2 separate regions of the Danio rerio genome follow, and region 1 is linked to region 2. Evidence: chromatin contacts called from public Hi-C data. All regions are on one chromosome and are shown on one strand. Each heading gives the region's core, a stretch centred on a gene start, on an enhancer-like site or on the middle of the called end of the contact. The rest is flanking DNA. Distances are from core to core; before and after follow the strand shown. Region 1 holds the start of arl4ab (ADP-ribosylation factor-like 4ab). Region 2 has its middle 29 kb from the start of meox2b.

What was found. Hi-C and Micro-C count contacts between places; a contact is called where the count stands out from the background.
Region 1: a Hi-C map of an unstated tissue shows a contact between it and region 2, with 5 times the contacts expected there. The contact joins the promoter of arl4ab here to the enhancer-like site in region 2. A contact is called at or near these places in 2 of 18 Hi-C or Micro-C datasets (caudal fin and an unstated tissue).

What each region holds. Positions count from the first base shown.
Region 1 is chr19:33,799,820-33,803,436 of GRCz12tu, forward strand. arl4ab (ADP-ribosylation factor-like 4ab) reads right to left here and starts at 1,260. Exons shown (of 2, transcript NM_200318.2): 1 at 1,122-1,260; 2 at 1-470. The coding sequence starts at 338.
Region 2 is chr19:33,562,957-33,566,470 of GRCz12tu, forward strand. It overlaps a transcript of meox2b not described here. Among named protein-coding and RNA genes, the nearest start is that of meox2b, 29 kb to the right of the region's middle. Within about 2 kb of position 1,680, at least 6 of the 62 cell types and tissues checked have an H3K27ac peak or open chromatin away from gene starts, as enhancers often do.

The sequences.
Region 1 (3,617 bases), core at 10-2,509, 240 kb after region 2:
TTGGCTTCCTCCATGCGTTCTGCATCTACCGAGTCCACCACAAACACAAGGCCATCGGCACACCGTGTGTATGAGCGCCAGAGTGGTCGGAGCTTCTCCTGACCCCCTACATCCCAAAAGTGAAAGGTGGCAGTCCGGCTTTTAGGACCAAGATTTACTTTGATCTTCTCTGTGTTGAAGCCCTTAGTGGGAACGGTGTTCACAAACTCGTTGAAGCGTAGTCTGTACAACACTGTGGTCTTACCGGCACAGTCCAATCCGAGAATAACAATGTGCAGGGCCTGGAAGGACGGCAGGCACGGAAAGATGGCATGGGGCTCTGATAATCCATTCCCCATCTTGTTTCTCCACTCTGATGAGGATGAAAGCGAACGTGGGGACTCGGGAGACCAGGTGTCGCCGCTGCTATCGCTTCACCAAATATTCACAAGGCTTCTCTCGTTCCCCTGAGAAGCTGCTGCTCTGATAACCTGAAACCAAATGAAAAAGGAGATGATGCAATGAGGCCAGCAGTGGAGCACCATGACACACAGTTTTACAGCTCTCCTTTACTTCATCCTAAATAAGCATGCTTGTCTTTTTGTCATTCTAAAAGGGACACAGATTCATCCAGGCTGGGTGTCATTCAGTGCCAGTGATGGTGAATGAAGGATGAAACAGCAGGAAGCCTATTTGCACATGTAGCGCCACAGGGGCGCCAAAATTACGCATCGGTAAAAATCCAAGACTCGTGTCTGTCTATTCATGCTATTTTATTGTTCAACAGTAGTTGCCAGTTGCAAACAGATAAAAGCGCACGTGCTGGCCTATGTAAATGTGGAAAACACGAGTCTGTCGCAGATCTCTATGGCCAACTGTAAACGCGCTTTAGGAGTGGCACATCTCCATACATGAAGACATGAATATTATTCATCATTTTCATCCAACAAGTAATTCAACATGGCAGACGTTATCATTTTGAGCTCCAAGAATGTTTACTGGTCCCCAGAATGCTGGCTATTCGTTTCCCAAATATTAAGTTACTCTAAATTACATTATCACTCAGACTAATGATATATATCTATAATTTAAGCGTTGCCAGCACACGCATATACTAGAAAAAAGTCTTAATCGGCACCCACCTTATTTCGTGCGATCCTTCCTCCAAGCGTTAGCTCAGCAGATGAAAATGTATCCGACTATTTTCAAAATATTGTTGTCATTCAAATCAGCTGAGCCGACAAGTGTATATCCACTCCTTCTGACAGCGCCTGTTTCACTGACTCTCCGGCGAGCTGCTTCCACTCCATTCTAGCAGGGATGGCTCCGCCCACTGTGTGGAAGAATGCGCCGATTGGTTCAACCCATTGCGCTCGCGTTATTTTCCCTGCAGTTTGGATGGTCAAAAGTCAAGCCTGTCGTCTGCTTGGACACGCCTCCTCACCACCTGTTCATGTCGCTCAAGGCGTTTAAAGTTTCGGAGACGCGCTTAAAGGTGAGCCTCAGCGGCTTTTTAGAGCTGGAAAACAAAAAGAGAGCTTGTGGAGCTTTTGGTTCAGTGTGTTATCTGCAAAAAAAGCACCTCATGCTGTATTTCGTCAGTGTTTACTGAGTGAGGCACTGTTCAAACGATTCTCGAGTTGTCTGAATCATTGAGGGAACTGATTCAGTTCGTTTTGTTTGATGCTCTGCAATCTATTTAAAATATCCCAATCAAAACAGTTCTTTATTCTCTTATAGATTATAACAAAATAAATATAACAAATAAATAAACAAGGGTAACAATTTATTTTGATGGTCCAGTTGAGTATTAGACTATCTGCTTAATAGCTGTTGATACTGCTCCTTCAAGAAGAAACTGTGCAAGTAGATATAGTTTACCTTAAAATCAACGGACCATCCAAATAAAGTGTGACCCGCATGGTACAGTTTTTGTATGAGTTTGGATGCATTTTAAAGCATTTATATATTTTAAAAGATGAATGTATTTACCTAAATATGTTCTAAAAGTGCACCATTGTAAAATGTAAAAAAAATTTGAGCAAGACACAAAAAAGCTCTTCTGTTATCAGACAAAATCAGACATATCTGTATAGTTGTTTTCTGTTAATCTAAACCAGAGAAGCCCAAACTAGGGCCAGGGGGCCAAAGTTGGACCTTGGTAAACTTTGATTTGGCCCACCATCCCATCTGAGAGAGAGTGATGGGGATGGTTTCCACATTGACATTTCAAATTAATGTAACCATTTGTTTGTTTGCTTTATTGTTATTTTTAAAAGCCAACTAAAATAAAATTTCAACTAAATTATGTAAATTAATCAGATATTGTCTAAATGTACATACTACCTCCCATCAGTCCAGAGAATTTGGTGAGTAAAACAGGTCAAACGCAGATTCTGCTTGACCTGTGTATTCAGCATTGAACTCCACTGTGGTATAAACGGGATAGTTTGTTTTTATTGCAATAAGCAATAATTTTTAATATTTAAAAGGTTATACTGCATTAGATAATACAATTTAAAGTAACTTTTTCTATTTATTTTGAAATATTATGAATCAAATTTGGTATAAATACCTTCGGCCCACAGCTCTGAGTGATATTTGGTTTTTGGCCCTTCATTCGAAAAAAGTTTAGGCACCCCTGATCTAAACTGTTTTAGACTGGATTCTTTTAAAAAGCACAATGTATATTGATCTCCATCCACATTCTATTGCAGGGTGCCAAAAATGTTCACATTTATACCACAGTGGAGTTCAATGCTGAACACACAGGTTAAGCAGAATCTGCTTTTGAATTGTTTTACTCACCAAATTCTCAGCATTGTCAGGTGATATGTACATTTAGAAAAAAAAAATCTGATTATTTTACATCATTTAATTGAAACATTTAATTTCAGTTGGCTTTTAACAATAACAATAAAGCAAACAAAGGGTTAGATTAAATTTGAATTGTCTGGAAACCATCCCATCACTCTCCCTCAGATGGTGGGCCAAATCAAAGGATATCATGGGCTAACTTTGGCTCTCAGGCCCTAGTTTTGGTTTCTCTTTTCTATTGTAACCTTGCAAATAGATTTTTTTTCTTGATCCTGAAATAGACTATATATATATATATATATATATATATATATATATATATATATATATATATATATATATATATATATATATATATATATATATTTTTTTTTTTTTTTTTTTTTTGTAATTGAGCCTTTCTGGTTTAAAATATACTTTGTATATATTTTCAAAATACTTAATACATAACAATAAAGGTTATATGAGGTCGGATTTTTACAATTCACAAACAATTCAGTTAACTTCAAAGAAGGGATGAACAGTAGATCAGCGAGTATCAAATACAATGGCAAACAAAAGAGAAAAGAGTCTCGTCAAAGAAAAAGGCCCATCAAAGTGTCGGAACAATTAACAACGCAATCGATACACAATTGCTCCGTGATGGACGTGCTGTCACGTACACCACACATCCATTCATACACCGGAGATCTAACTCACTGAATACCCAATCTCGCCTCATCACTCGCCTGAGATCGTTGATTTGAGCTAGTTAATTCAGTACAGGTTAATTAGTCACTTGAAGCTCATTCGTATGTGCAGTCAAATAGCCTAGGCCGATA
Region 2 (3,514 bases), core at 430-2,929:
TTGTACTTCCCAAAAATTATGCCAACACAAAATACACACACACACACACACACACACACACACACACACATGATTGCTGGTAATCTTGAAATTTATTTTCAAAATCACAAACATTTAAGTTTCTAACATTTTTACTTTAATTTTAGGGTTTTGGTTTTATATAGAGTGTTTATAACAAACTTTCTTTATCTTCCTTGTCGCTCCACATAATGTCCACATCTGAGATATTTCCATCTGCTATATGCTCAAGAACTTCAAGATCTGTATATTTTGCGTATGAAACTTTTTCAGCAAAGAATTAGTACATTCAGTTCAAGCAGCATTACTGAAGATTTACTTTCAGTAACAGATTTTGAACCTATTGTACATTCTAATGGACAGACATATTTGACATACCAATAAACCGGAATCAAAACATTGTAAACGTGGCTTGCGTTTGTGTCTGGAATGAAGGGATGCCATGTTGGTTTTCAGTGTTCAGTTGTTGTTGTTTTTTTCCAAAATACAACATGCCGAGCCTGACTGCCATTTGATTGGATGACAATCGTCCACTCTTATGGACTGCAGGCTTTAAATTAGATGAAATGCTCAGGAACCATAGAAAACATGAGCTGTCATGCGATGTTCATTGTAATGGACACAGGGTCCGATTATTATGTGATTTATTATTCATGAATGCATTTGTTCTTATCCGTTTAACATTTGTATCTTTATTTAGATTTTCTATCAAATATTTCTATACATTTTTGTTCACTTTCAACTTTGCATATAAGCAATTTCTGTAGATAAGAATTTTTTAATGGTTAATTTTTGTTTTAAACGTCCCCATTAATATTCTGAAGAGTTATGAGTCACAACAGACCAACTCCAATGGTTCATTAGCAAATATAGTTCATTTAGAAAAATAAGCAGCAAATTTACAACATCAACCATATAATCCATATAAAGCAAGTAAGTAGTGAAATGAAGAATTCTTTGATATTTTACTGTGACTGCACCTTAAAATTGAGACAGATCTGCTGTAAAACACCTTTTATTTTGTATTATATAATTTCATCTGTCCCACATCCACCTTTCTAACCCATCTCATGGTGAATTATACTGCCAATTATACCCGCAAACCTGACCTTGGCCAAGTTACTAGATTATGATCCACAGTATCGCTCTAACTGCCGGTCCGCAGTGTTGACTAATGGCAGGTTGACCTTGTGGTGCCAATGGGCATCTGGTCAAGGCTGTGTGCTTTACCACAGATGTCTGGGATGGGAAGTGTGCAATAAATCTATAGGCTCAAAATTAGTTCAGTGAAATGCCAACCTACTGCTCTGTTTGGTTGGGCCCATTTTTTTTCTAACCGACGCTGATGTCATATCCTGGTTTGAGGTACATTTGGATATATGAATTTGGCTTCTCTATGTGTGTGTGTGTGTGTGTGTGTGTGTGTGTGTGTGTGTGTGTGTGTGTGTGTGTGTGTGTGTGTGTGTGTGTGTGTGTGTGTGTGTGTGTTTGTGTGTGTGTGTTTGTGTGTGTGTGTGTGTATGGCCAGGTCTAATTACAGACTGGGTAAAGAGGCCCGTTGAGGGACATAAGTAAGCTTCTAGTAGGCCTAAGGTCTCCCAGATTTACCACAGCATGAAAAGTGAGAAATAGACAGTGAGAGAGTGAGAGAGACGAGCCAAGAGAGAAAGCTGAGGAGAAATTTAAGGACTTGTGGGCGGAAAAAGGAGGAGTGTATCAGTGTCTTTATGTGTGAATCTATTCTGATCTTGTCACAGGATTCAGCACCACTGAATCAGGTTTTCTGAAACATGTCAGTATTTAAAAAATTGTTTTCACATGAAATATATATATTTTTTTGTGATATTTGTGTATACACTCTCAGAAAAAAATGGTACAATGTTGCACCAAAGAATGTACAAACCCTTGTCACTGGGGCAGTACCTTTTTTTGGAACAGAATTGCACTTTAAGACGAAGAAATAAATTTGTAACTTTGCAGTTTGTACCTTTTAAGGACATGATTTGTACTATGGGAAACCAAAATGTACCTTTGGTTTTTAAAACCTGCAGATACAATATTGTACCTTTTATCAAAGGTACAAATCTGATCCATAAAGGTACCACTGTGACAGGACACTTTGTACTTTTACAGTGTCAAATGTGTTTCTTCAAGAACTATTCAAAGGCATTTTGCTACATCCAAAATGTGTCAATTTATTTTCAGCAAATTTAAAGTTTCTTTAATTTACAATTAAAAATAAAAACAAATAATAAAAAATGTTCTCCCATTTTCTCACAATATCTTTATAATCACTCAAATATTCATTCAAATTGCTTAATTAAAAAAAAAATAGAATTATGCAAAAGTCTTGTAACGAGTTATGCACAATGTCTGATTAGCTTTACAATACTAAAATTTCTGCATATGTGGGACTTTTGCCAGCTCCCATGTTTTAATATGAAAATTATTCGTAAAATCACTTAATCCAGTCATATTTATTTTCATGGTATTGTAACAAAGAAGGAGTTGTTGATGTACCTTTTATATGAGAACAATTGTGTACCTCCATTTCAGTTGTACCGAAAAAGGTACAGAACAGTATCATAAGAGGCCTTTTAATAATTTAATATAATAAGGTACAATTTTTACAAAGGTACAAAACTGTTCTTAAAGGAACACTTTTTGTACCACTGTGAACCTTTTTTTCTGAGAGTGTTTACAGTTGAAGTCAAATTTATTATTATTATTATTATTTTCAAATATTTCCCATATGATGTTTAACAGAGCAGAAGGAAATTATTTCTATAATACTTATGTTTTAATTTGGCTAGAATAAAAACAGTATTTAATTTTTAAACGATTTTAAGTTTAGTATTATTATTTTTTTGATAGTCTACAGAACAAACTATCGTTATACAATGATTTGCCTAATTATCCTAACTTGCCTCGTTAATCTAATTAAGCCTGTAAATGTCACTTTAAGCAGAATACTAGCATCTTAAAAATATCTAGCTAAATACAATTTACTATCATCATTGCAAAGATAAAAAGAGATTGATTATTAGAAATGAGTTATTAAAACTATTATGTTTAGAAATGTGTTGAAAAAAGATCTTCTTTACATTAAACAGAAATTGGGGAAAAGATATACACGGGGAGGCTAATAATTGTATATGGAAATAATTTCACCAGAGGACTTAAATATTATAAAATTTGACTTGAATAAAATAGTTTTTTGGATGATTTGGTGATTTTTATATTTCTATCTAAAGGTGGACATCGAAAATTACAAAAGTTTACCATTTGAAAACCAACCCAGTGACAGCTCTTGTACTTTTATTCCTAAAAGAGCGTATGGAAATTGAATGTTCAACTGTAAAGTAACACTGCATATAAATAAAATCTTCCTTAAAGCTGTCTACACTGTAAACGATTTCTGTTGTTTTCACGGTATTATACTGCATTTCTCAACAGTTGTTTACTGTATAAGCTGTGCACAGTGTGTTACTGTATA